2 separate regions of the Hordeum vulgare genome follow, and region 1 is linked to region 2. The links are chromatin contacts, called in public Hi-C maps. All regions are on one chromosome and are shown on one strand. The core of a region is the stretch at or near the end of the contact, and the rest is flanking DNA. Distances in the headings are between cores, read along the strand shown. Region 1 holds the start of LOC123412512 (probable LRR receptor-like serine/threonine-protein kinase At2g23950). Region 2 holds the start of LOC123411833 (pentatricopeptide repeat-containing protein At4g17616).

What was found. A called contact is a pair of places that touch in the nucleus more often than the background predicts.
Region 1: a Hi-C map of leaf shows a contact between it and region 2, with 4 times the contacts expected there. The contact joins the promoter of LOC123412512 here to the promoter of LOC123411833 in region 2. A contact is called at or near these places in 2 of 6 Hi-C or Micro-C datasets (leaf and seedling) and 1 of 1 datasets of contacts at active chromatin or transcription factors (embryo).

The regions. Positions count from the first base shown.
Region 1 is chr7H:569,791,460-569,797,803 of MorexV3_pseudomolecules_assembly, forward strand. It overlaps LOC123412512 (probable LRR receptor-like serine/threonine-protein kinase At2g23950), which reads left to right and starts at 1,291. Exons shown (of 11, transcript XM_045105467.1): 1 at 1,291-1,537; 2 at 1,637-1,769; 3 at 1,863-1,934; 4 at 2,038-2,181; 5 at 2,279-2,350; 6 at 2,450-2,509; 7 at 2,633-2,742; 8 at 2,997-3,125; 9 at 3,227-3,577; 10 at 4,649-5,040; 11 at 5,153-5,830. The coding sequence starts at 1,429. The coding sequence ends at 5,515.
Region 2 is chr7H:569,574,692-569,581,221 of MorexV3_pseudomolecules_assembly, forward strand. LOC123411833 (pentatricopeptide repeat-containing protein At4g17616) reads left to right here and starts at 4,474. Exons shown (of 4, transcript XM_045104788.1): 1 at 4,474-4,710; 2 at 5,274-5,422; 3 at 5,529-6,530. The coding sequence starts at 5,345.

The DNA of each region.
Region 1 (6,344 bases), core at 41-2,540, 210 kb after region 2:
TTGCAACTATCATGACCATGTTTAATTAATACTCCCTCCGCTCCAAAATAACTGTCTCAACTTTGTACTAGCTCTAGTACAAAGTTATACTAAGATGAAGACACTTATTTTGGGACGAAGGAAGTAGAATGCTATGGTGCCATGATGACGTGGAAGAAGAAAATAATGTGAAAATGTTTTTTTGGAGGACGGGAGATGGGGTGTTGTTACACCATTTGGTTGTGGCATGGAGTACTAGGAGATGTGACTATTGAATGTTCCATCATTAAGAGGTTGATTGGAAGACCGGTACATATTCTTTGTGAAAGCTCCTGTCTTGACTTTTTTTCCCGGGGCTCTGAAGCGAGAAAGTTGGGGCGTTACCTTGTTGAAGGCGTTGTCTACATGGTCTTATGTTGGTATTTATGGTCTGGTTTCGGTAATTAAATATGCTTATGACTTTATGAGATCATATGATAAACACGAGTTAGTCTAACTTGTGTGAATGTACATGACATGCATGGACAAAATTACAAGCACCATTACAGCATCTACCCTCTCTTCACCATGAAATGGTGGACGAGAACGTTTGATTCCTGGATGTATATACATGGTATATGTAAAAAAATAGCAATTCAATAAAAAGTTAAAAAATTCTGAAAATATTTTTAGTTTTTTTATTATCTTTCATTGTACTTGTAAGAAAAATTCCATAAAAAGAAAATTACACGTTGAGGTCTTTTCAAAAAAGACAATTTTTTGGTTGAAATAGTGTGAATCGTGACCTATAATAGCAAATAAATTTTACCTTTTTTCCCAAAAGTCAATGTTGGTTTTTTCCATGAAATTTTTGATACGAGTGCAAAACAAAGTTAACTTTAGTCAAAGACATTTTAAAACTATTTTGACTTTTTATTTAACTAATAATTTTTTTATATGAGGTGCATATACAACTCGAAACCAAAATGTATTTTCCATGACATGGTCTTGTTTTATCCACATATCCACTCCACTCATCCTCCTGAGCAGGCACTCATGAGTCATGACTAGCTCAGTACCTCATCTCACACACCACCACTATGCCCAACAAGGAAAAAGAACAAGACAAGGTTCGTTTTCAGCCCCCAAACACCCGAGGTACCAGAACGGAAATGCACAAGCTCCAAAGCAGAGCAATCAGCCGGCATCCCTGGCGCCCACCCGTCAGTTTCCACGCCATGATCGTTTTCCTCCCATCGATTTTCGAAAGATGCCATGGCATGCATGCAGCCTTTTCTTTCTTCTTTCCCCACGACACGAGACGAGAAAAAGCAGCGACGCAAAGCAAAGCAAAGCGAAGCCACCCCCATCATCTCTGCTCTCTGCTCTCTCCGCTCCCACGCTTTTCTCACTCTCCCCCTCGCCTCGCCTCGGGCGCCTCTCGCCACCATCATTCCCCCCACCGCTCCAATGGCCTCCTCTGTCTCTGACCCCCCGCTCCTCCCCGTCGCCGTCGTCCTCCTCCTCCTCTGCGCCGCCCCCTTCCTCGCATTCTCGTCGGAGCCCCTCAATGCCGAAGGTACGTGCGCTCTTCACCCTGCACTTCTTGCTGCCGCTTATCGCCGTCGTGGTTGGTCTCTTAATTTAATCACCCGTTGCGTTGCGGGTTGACGTGCAGTGATGGCGCTGGTGGCCATCAAGCAGGGGCTGGTGGACTCGCACGGCGTGCTGAGCAACTGGGACGAGGACTCCGTCGACCCCTGCAGCTGGGCCATGATCACCTGCTCCCCACACAACCTCGTCATTGGCCTGTAAGAAGCTCAGTACCAGCTCTCCCTGTCCGGCGTATCCTCTTCCTTCCTAGTTACAGCTCCATTAACCGATCTCGGCCGGCCGCGTTTCAGGGGAGCGCCGAGCCAGGGCTTGTCGGGGACGCTGTCCGGACGGATCGCCAACCTCACTAATCTCGAGCAAGTGTGAGTAACCGTCCAGACAAAACCTCCATCCATTGCTTCTTGCTTGCTTGTGCTCGCTTTAGAGTTCAGAGACGCTGACGGACGGATTGCGAGCAATTTTCAGGCTGCTGCAGAACAACAACATCACGGGGCGGCTGCCGCCGGAGCTGGGCGCGCTGCCGAGGCTCCAGACGCTGGACCTCTCCAACAACCGCTTCTCCGGCCGCGTGCCCGACACGCTGGGGCACCTGTCCAAGCTCCGGTACCTGTGAGTGAGCCACCCAAAAAAAAGCATTACCATACTCCTCGCCACTGTTACCCCTACTTCATGGATTGTTGAACAGTTAAGCTGTTTTTGGGCGCAGGAGGCTGAACAACAACAGCTTGTCGGGGCCGTTCCCCGCGTCGCTGGCCAGCATCCCACAGCTCTCATTCCTGTAAGCTCTACTAGCACCATTTTGCGTTTCTTCTCCATTGATCTTTTTCATTGGTTGAATTTAATCCATGACCCGATGCCCGTTCGTTGCTGCCTGCAGGGACTTGTCCTACAACAACCTCTCCGGCCCCGTCCCGTTCTTCCCCACCAGAACCTTCAAGTATGCTTGCACTACTCACTCTTGTTATTCAATTCGAATTGCCAGTCACGCAGACCAATCACCACTGTAGTACGGAGTATTATCGTGTTAACTAACCAGATTTGTGTCTTGGTGTACGTGCAGCATCGTGGGCAATCCGATGATCTGCGGGAGCCGCGGGGACTGCGCCGCCGCGCTGCTGGCGCCGGCCACCGGGCCATTCCCGCTGGAATCCACGCCCACTCCCAGCAGCAGTGAGCACCCTATCCATTGCTATCGCTAGTACTCCTGTCTGTGTCTAGTCGTGGTTGCTTTCTGCTTTGCTTTCTCGGAGTGCGTGGTGGGAGAGCGAGAGCGAGAGCTCTCTCTTCCGTTCCTTTCCGCCCCACTTTCCTTCCTTTGCCCTGTAGCGCGCGACTGGGAGCAGACCGACGTCGTCTCCTCCGGTCCTGTGGGGACAACAGCTGGGGATCATCAACGTTTGTAATTTTGGATTCCTGTGCTGCAGGGACCAGGTCAAAGGCTGGCGCAGTGGGAGCAGGGGCAGGCCTGGGCGCCTCCGCCCTTGTGCTTTTCGCCGTGTCATGTCTTCTTTGGAGGCGCCGGCGCCGGCAACGCTGCCCATCCCTCCTCCTCGGTAAACCGCCGTCGTCGACGACGATCCTCCTCCTCCACCTCTGTCACGCCTACGTACGTTGATTGTAATAGTACCATCATGTGGATTGGATGTGGATGCAGAGCAAGGCGGCGGCGAGGTGGCGGCGCGGCTGGGGAACGTGCGGCAGTTCGGGCTGCGGGAGCTGCACGCGGCGACGGACGGGTTCAGCGGGAGGAACATCCTGGGGAGGGGCGGGTTCGGGGACGTGTACCGGGGACGGCTGGCGGACGGCACGGCGGTGGCCGTGAAGCGGCTCAAGGACCCCAGCGGCGCGTCCGGGGAGGCGCAGTTCCGCACGGAGGTGGAGATGATCAGCCTCGCCGTCCACCGCCACCTGCTCCGCCTCCTCGGCTTCTGCGCCGCCGCCTCCGGCGACCGCCTCCTCGTCTACCCCTTCATGCCCAACGGCAGCGTCGCCGCCCGCCTAAGAGGTACGTATACGTGCGTGCGTGACATGGTTACGTCCTTACGTTACGTTGCGTTGGTGCCATGCGGGCAGGGGACCATGCAGTGCAGGAGCCGTGCATGCATGCATGCATGGGATGGGAGGCCGTAGTCCGCCCAGCCCAGTCCAGTCAGTGCCTCAGGCGTGGTCGCGCCCACCGCGCCCTGTACTGTACTTGTCGCTGCCGGCCGTGGCCCGCCGACGCAGAGCACCGCTCAGGCGAGACAGGCCACCGCGCTCACGTTTTGTCCGCATCCTTCACCGCTGCCACGACGACCGCCGGAGCGGTGCTCCAGTCACACTACAGTTACTCCACTGCCCATTATAATAGCCACTTACGGCTGGGCACGGGCGCCAGGGTGCGGCTAGGAATGCTGCCCGGTCGGTTCACAGGCGATCGATACGCAGTCGTATCCCACATCATGAACATGAATACGTGGTCCCACACGGAGGCGTAGACATACTGTACTAGTAGGGTGCAGGGCGTGCAGCCGAGGATTACGTTTTGTTTCATGCTTCCTTCCGGCATTGCTGCAGCTGCGACAGCGAGTGCAGGGCACACAGGTGGTACGAGCTCGTGTCTGGTCGCTGTTGCAACTTGCATTATTTACCACAGTACCAGTAGCCACCACTGTAGCTGGTACCCCTTGGCTTGGACCCACCCAGCATTCCGATACGATACATGGGCTTGTACCTATACGTACGTACGCAGGTGCTGGTCCAAAGACACAGGACCCTTGTAGTCTTGTGTGTTGTGTACCAATCGTATTCGTATGTATGTGCGCCGTACGTAGTTTCCTCTTCTATGTACTCCCTTCGTTCCTAAATATAAGTCTTTTAAGAGATTTCACTAGATGACTACATACAAAGCAAAATAAATGAATCTACACTTTAAAATATGTCTATATACATTTGTATGTAGTCCTTTAGTAGAATCCCTAGAATGACTTATATTTAGGAATGGAGGGAGTATGTTTTGGCCTTGGCATCTCGACCGATCGTACTTCAACTGCACGTACATTTACATGCATGCATGTTTGGTGTTTGTTGCAAGCAGGGAAGCCGGCGCTGGAGTGGCAGACGCGGAAGCGGATCGCGGTGGGGGCGGCGCGGGGGCTGCTGTACCTGCACGAGCAGTGCGACCCCAAGATCATCCACCGGGACGTCAAGGCCGCCAACGTGCTGCTGGACGAGCACCACGAGGCCGTCGTCGGCGACTTCGGCCTCGCCAAGCTGCTCGACCACGGCGACTCGCACGTCACCACGGCCGTGCGCGGCACCGTCGGCCACATCGCCCCCGAGTACCTCTCCACGGGCCAGTCCTCCGACAAGACGGACGTCTTCGGCTTCGGCGTCCTGCTCCTCGAGCTCGTCACCGGCCAGCGCGCGCTCGAGGTCGGCAAGGGCTCCGGCCTCAACCTCACCCACAAAGGCGTCATGCTTGACTGGGTACGTACTCTCTCTACTATGATGCATTTCATTTTTCATATATGTATCATTCATCTCTTGAAGCATTTCCTACTATCTGATGTACATATTTGCTCTGTTCAAACTTCAAAAGGTGAGGAAGGTGCACCAGGAGAAGATGCTGGACTTGCTGGTCGACCAGGAGCTGGGTCCTCACTACGACAGGATCGAGGTGGCCGAGATGGTGCAGGTCGCCCTGCTCTGCACCCAGTTCCAGCCGTCTCACCGCCCAAGGATGGCGGAGGTGCTGCGGATGCTCGAAGGCGACGGCCTCGCCGACAAATGGGAGGCCAACAACCGGCCGCCACACGACGGCCTTGGCCACGACGACCACCGCAACGACCCCAGCGGGTGGGGCTCCTTCAACGACTGCCATGACAATGGCAGCAGCCTCGGCAGCGACGAGGCGCGGTCCTTGGACATGGCGGAGGAGATGGAGCTGTCAGGGCCGAGGTAGCATTGCATTTGCATGGTCAGAAAGGATAGTAGATCAGCCAGATTCAGAGCACTTCTCAAGAGAAAAGAAAGCGATACAGGGGTAGGGGAAGGGATGGGGATTGGATTTGTTGCTAGCTAGTAGTAGTTTCATAGTGAGTACTATAAGATGTTCAGTTCTAGACAACGAAGATGTGTAGCTTCTGAACAAGCGTTCGTTTTCTCTAGAAAAATGTAAAGAAAATTCAAGATGTGGGGATTGGATTATCTTTTACGGAAATCTGTTTCCGCACACAAGCATCGAGATCTGATAACAAGATGATCTTGTTGAGCATAAGTGACATCTCCATAGCACGTCATAGCTGTGTTTTATCATGCTCTTTTACTTCATTTGAACCCTTATGCATGTTTCAGTTTAAACAATTTGGCTTATAAAACTCTAAAACTATGATATTATTAATTGTTTAAACCTCAATTATTATATTTGGATTTAATACATGTGCAAATCTGTGATGAAATGTAATACCTTCGTAAAGTAATATACGACATTTTAGATCACTACTTTAATGATCTGAAACCGAAAATTGCTTTTGAAGGCCGAGCTTTATGAAGGTCTTCAAATGCAAAAGTCAAATTCCATGAAATTCATTTTTTACACTATAAAAAATTCTGAAAGAGCACATAGATAGATGCAGGTATAATGCACAAGCGTATAAATTTTCAGGACTAAATATGTTAAAATAAAGGCTGTGCAAAAAAATATATGAAACATTTAAACACATGATACTATTCATCCTTTCAGACCATGAATTTGTTTTTTCGTGCAGGTCGCGTCTCAAACTATTTCAACA
Region 2 (6,530 bases), core at 3,224-5,723:
CATATGGCCTAGAGCGTGACAAGAACATGGACGAACGCTTCATGCTGGAGCAGTTCCACGAAAAATAAGATTCACCGCCTCGCATTCAGTTCCGTTGTTTCAGAAATTACCGTCACTAGATCTTGATCATCCATTGCCCACACATAACGAGAATAAGTGCATTCCAGTAAAGCATAGCACCAAGAATCCTTCCTCCCACACAACCGACAATTACTGCTATTGGCCCTTTTCGGTGATGGAGTAGATCGACTAATGGAATAGAATGTTGAGCTAGGCGCCATAGAATTTTTTTATCTTTGATTGTGCTTGCACTATTACTCCATGCTTGTTGTGAACCTTCGGAGTTGGATGTATCTCCTCGCCCCTCAAACCATGCCTCTATGTGGTACTTTGTTGAGACAACATTCTGTAGGCCGAGGACACGCCGAGTACACCTTTTAGGTCATGAGCCCAAGCCCAAAATTAAACCACCGGTCTGCTACATATAATGGTTGTTAGAATAAATCCAAGGCTCTCCGTCGATCTACCGAGGATCAAGCAATCACACAAGCACAACACCGAGGTTTGTTAACGAGGTTCACCATCTTGGCTATATCCCCGGGGCCTGACTACGGGCGCTCCTCCCCATGACACCGTCACAATACCTCACCCCCGGCCGCCCGGGCGCCGGCACACGCCGCTGGCTTCCCCGCGTACCTGTGCTATTATATTGGCATATGTTACATCGTGTGTCTACCCCGCTATATATGAGAGGCCTAGGATACAAGTGTCCTATCAGGACACGACTCCATATCCTGTCTAAACACAATACTACTCAGAGTCCAACTGTAACCTACCTTGTACAAGAATATTCGACACAACTCTAACAAACTCCACCTTGGCAAATATTCTCCACCACCTTGAATTCATCAATGCGTCAAACTTCCACGTACATTGGACTTGAGATACGCCATGAGCACCACTGCTACTCCCAGACTCCATGTGACTCCACCTGCAACTGTAGTCCCTTCTCGTCTTCTTCACAGTCAACCCTCGAGCAAAGTTAAGTTCCTTATTACTCTACTTTGTGCTTCCAACTTCCGGAGTATCCATTCAACGCCGTCACACACTGATCACTGACCTGCATGAAAGTGAACAACCTACATATTGTATGCCACGTATAAGAGTTACCTGAACTCAACATCCTCGCTCTTTCTTGACCGTCTGTCTGAAACTTAAAGGAATTTCACCGTCGCCTTGTGTCACCCTGAGTCAAATTCGCAGTTGTCTCACCCTTTTTCCGGATAGTCTCGGACATGTCACACAGCTGTAGCACTCTGCCTCCTTCTGTACTTGTCATCCGCACTTTGCCATGTGCACTGAACACCACAGAATATACGACCATGTACTCTCTCCGTTTTTGACAATTTCAGACTTTTCGACACTTTCTCAGATTCTCCATGGTCAACTCCTGTCCATCAACTAGCACCGATAGACCCAGTCACCAACTTGAATCCGATACTCGCCAACACTGCTTCAGCACCCTTTGCACAATTTTTTTGACCACATGTCTGACCATCAGTGCCTTGGTCTGTCGCTGTGTCCCGTGCTTATCGCACGCCTCGCCGCTATCACCGCGTCGAGCCTCTACTGTCCTGGTCGAGTCTCCCGGGTAGCTAGCCCACACTGCCTCAACCCCCACTTTAGAGAACGACCGATCATCACCGACCGATGCCGAGTATCACGTCTCCATCAGACCACTGGTACCCAGTCCGATCCACGTGTCTCTCGCTATCCGCTGAAATAGGCTTCGACTCTCCATGCATTTACGTCGTAGCCCCTCCATCAGCACAGAGTGAAGTCTTCCGCTAGACTCCAGCTCCACCTTCAACATGACTCCATGTAGCTGGCCGTGCTACCTCGCGCCCTGTCGACTTCAAGCTCTCATGTGTGCACTGCCTTGAATCAACCCTGCGTCATAGTCAGCCGCACAAGCCCTCATGCTTGCACCACGTGTTTCCACGCCCCAGAAGTTGGCCACCATCAGCATCACGCTCCTATGTCGTCGTCGCTGAAATCACCGCCGTCTTCTGCTTTGACCGACATCCTCATCGATCCATCAGACAGTCCAGTCCGACCCAGTCGAAAAATATCCGACTGCAACCATGCTCCACCCTGCGTCATGTCCGCCTCACACATCCGTGCATTGCTTAACGCCATGTGTATGCATGATCCGTGTCACGACACGCTCAAGACTTCACCCGAGCCTTGTACGCACGTCGCCATCCTCGATCAATTTGTCATTCCGCTACACAATCAACCAACCGCAATTGAAATTGATCTCCCATGGATTGCGACTCTGCGTCTTTATTCATTGCAGCGTACAACCACTGCCACCCGTACGTAAACTGTGTGTGTACCAAGCAAAGAGTCAATGAGGAAATCCCCGTTGTAGCCTTCACATATGCACACGGTCATAGAGATTCAAAACTCCACCTTTCCATGCATACTTGTAGCCTCTAGACTGATTTGCCTCTTCCTCTCTTTGCTCACGATGGACAACACCATCTTTCAATGCACATCCATGATTTCAGACGCTTCCTTCTTTTTTCCAACAAAGCTCGTGATCGCCGCCACATCAGTCAGCATGCATGCAGCAGCCGGTCCAACCTCACGCGCGTGCACATCAGCCTCCAACGCGGCCTGCTTTGTGCTGCTGCCAAGCCTTGCTTGCATGGACCAGACCACTCTCGTCTCGTGCCGGCCGCCTGACAAGTCCAGGCTGGGCCTCACGTCGAGCCACGCCTGGAAACAACAACCGCTGCCCCGCTTCTGCATCCCTGTCATACGCGTTGCACCACGCCGCCGCCTCTGCTGATCCATCTGCTGCTTCTGCATGCTTCCGATTGCTATTACGGCCGTGAAACCTTCCATCGACTTGTCATCATGTTCCTAGATTTCTCGCACTGCGATCTAATCCATCAAAACGACGCCCTGCTGCTTCCTTGATCAAACACCGACACAGCTCCGCATCCATGATTTCTTCGATGATTTCTTCCGGCTCTTTCTCTAGATCAACTATCCACAGCCTCTTGAAACCTTGCTCATGATACCACTTGTTAGAATAAATCCGAAGCTCTCCATCGATCTACCGAGGATCAAGCAATCACACAAGCACGACACCAAGATTTGTTAACGAGGTTCACCATCTTGGCTACATCCCCAGGGCCTGACTACGGGCGCTCCTCCCCATGACACCGTCACAATACCTCACCCCCGGCCGCTCGGGCGCCGGCACACGCCGCCGGCTCCCCCGCGTACCTGTGCTATTATGTTGGCATAGGTTACAACGTGTGTCTACCCCGCTATATATGAGAGGCCTAGGATACAAGTGTCCTATCAGGACACGACTCCATATCCTGTCTAAACACAATACTACTCAAAGTCCAACTGTAACCTACCTTGTACAAGAATATTCGACACAACTCTAACAATGGTATTGATAAGATGGCATCCGCATCAAAAGCAACAAATAGTCCTAACCAGATTGTTGTTCCATTCACCGGTATTAGGCACGATCAAATCCTTGAGAAGTTGGGGTGGGTTCGGTACTAGGCTTGCAATTGGCCTCATATTGAACTCTCGTGGGAGCCATTTATCTCGCCATATGTGGGTATCCGCATCATTACCAATTATTTGTATTATACCATGTGCAAGTATATCCTTCCCTTCATATATTGCACACATTTGAGAAAGAGAGCTACCCAACTCTGCTTCCAGAAACTCCTCGTTAGGGAAGTACCTTGCTTTCAATATTCTTGCACTTAGTGAATTTGAGTCCGAGAGAACACGCCATGCTTGACGGGCTAGCAAGACTAGATTAAATTAAATAGCTCAATATCTCGGGACCCCAAACCATCCATGTACTATCTCGGTTACGCCATCTCTTTCCAAGAAACCCAACTAACTTTTATCTTTCCTTCCTTACTTCCCCATCAAAACTTCCTGATTAACATGTTGATGTAATGGCATAGTCCTCTAGGAAGTTTGAAACGGGACATAGAAATATACCCACACGGCTTGAGCTACTGACTTGACTAGAACATCTTTCCCTCCTCCTAACAACAACTTTTTCATCCATCCTTTTACCTTATTCCATACCCAATCCTTTAGATATTTACATGCGCCGTTCTTTGAGTTACGAACATCACTAGGCAAGCCAAGATATTTTTCAGAAAGTGACACCTCCAGAATTTGCTTTGTTTCATTCCTCACCAATTCCGGGCATCCTTTACTCTTTTTTTTTTGAGAAACTGGACATCCTTTACCTATGCATATTTAGATGGGCCAGAGAAAAAGAAGCAGCCCAACTTCATATTGGACCTATCGCACGCAGCCGCACAGACACACTTCGATCCATCCAGCCTTGTTCTTCCCGTCCCTGACGGCCGACTCCCCAGCCACTGAGCCGCCCCATCCCCGCCGCGGCGCTGCCTCGCCGGCTCGCTGCCTTCGCCGGTCGCCGGCCGGAGCCCAGACACGCAGGAGGACCCTTCCTCTCCTTCCTGCCCGCTAGGTCCTCGGCGGCAGCGGCGCCCCTCTGCGAGCTGCGACCCTGCCCTGCCACGGTCGTCTGGCTCCCCTGCAAGGCGGGCGGCAGCCGCCTGGTCACCAGGCCGGCACTCGACCAGCAGCAGGTCAGCAACCCTGCCCCAGTTAGCCTGATTTAAGGTACCCAATTTATTCATTCCCCAATTTCTTATTTGGCCATTTAAGGTTTACTTTCTTGCCGTGCTATGCTATCCAGTACATGAACATGAAGTTCATGACATGAACCGAACACACACATAAATTTGGACATCATTTCTTCCTCAACTAGCCTTATTGATAGAAAGTAATTTTGTTCAAGAATGAAGAGGACCAGAGACAATGCCTCTCTTTTTCATAGATAGACATGCTTTGAAGATAGGGAAGAAGGAAGGGGCCATGCGGGTTGTTGCCGAAGAACAAACCAGAGATATAATTGACATTTTCATGATCATGCAAAAGCGTAGGCCGGAAACATAGTCTTCTTTAACTTCTCAACGTATGTACTCTGTTATGTAAAACTGGAAATTTTAGTAAGATTATAAGACCATATATTGATCTATTTCTATGTGGTATATATTGGTAACTACTTCGAATGTTCATATAATCACATGTCATGTTTGTTGGCCAAAAAAAGTTTAGGACCACCCTGGTTTCAAATCCTAGATCCGCCACTGGTTTTAATGTTCCATTCTGTGTTTGTGTAGTTGCATAAGTTCATCACTTCGTATTCCTGCGCTTCTTCTTCCAAGCTTGATGGCTATGCTTGATTGAAGCAATGAGGATCTTGCTCCAGGCGTGCCGCCATTGCTGCAGTCTGACATCCTTTTCTTGTGCTGCCGGAGCTGCCTTCACTGTAAGAGAAATACCTGGGTGATTAATGTACAATTCAAGTGTAGTAATTGGGTTCCATAGTCTCTCTTGTTCTCAGTTAACTACTGATGGTTTTGCACTTGTCCTAGGCCAATTGCGGCGGTGGCCCATGGAGGAGGCTTCGCGTTCTAGCTGCACAGTATCTTTCCACGAGCACAACTGCCAGCACGATTCTGCCATGGGAAGCGCCATCCCGTGAAACTCTACTGAGGACAATCGATGTTGCTTTCAAAGATGGCAATGTTGACGAGGCGCTGCGAGCATTTGGCAATTATAAAAGCCTGCACGGCCTTCCCGAGCCAAGGGTATTGAATGGTATCATTGTGTCGCTGTCCTACACATCTAGTCGGAGGTGGCTTCAGAGAGCCTATGACTTGGTTCTCTCAGTTTATCAGTGTAACACCAATCTTCTCAACTCTAGCTCGCTGATGAGGCTAGCTTTGGCACTTGCAAGAGATCAGATGCCTGTCCCTGCCTCTGCGGTCCTGAGGATCATACTGGAGAGCGGCAAGCTTCCTGATGCTGATATGTTGAACATGGTGTTTTTGCACATGTTGAAGTCACAAGTAGGATCCTATCTTGCGGCTGATGTTCTGGCTCAGACCTGTGAGTGTTTCTTGGATCAAATTTCAGATAGGCGACAGCTGAAAAAATTGGACCCAATCAAGAACAATGTCACCTTGTTCAATATGATTTTGGAGTCTTGTGTTAACTTCAAATGCATCATCAGAGCCCAGAAAATAATGGAACTGATGTCATTGGTCGGGGTTGTGGCCGATGTAAATACAATGGCGGTCGCTAGCCGTGTCTGTGAAATGGTTGGGCAGCGAGATGAGTTGATGACCATGAAAGGAAGCATCGATTCTTTCTCCTCTTTGCCACTCTTTCAGCAATGTCAACATTTTTACGACAGTTTATTGAGCCTGCAATTTAGTGGTAATGACATGGATGCTGCTGCAGATCTTGTAATGAATCTGCATCGGCAACGGAACTCATGCGGCAATGATGCGCAGAAACAAGGGATGATACAAATTGGCTCTGGTAACCTAAAAAGTGGGTACAGAATAATGTTTGACCCAACAAAATTGGAC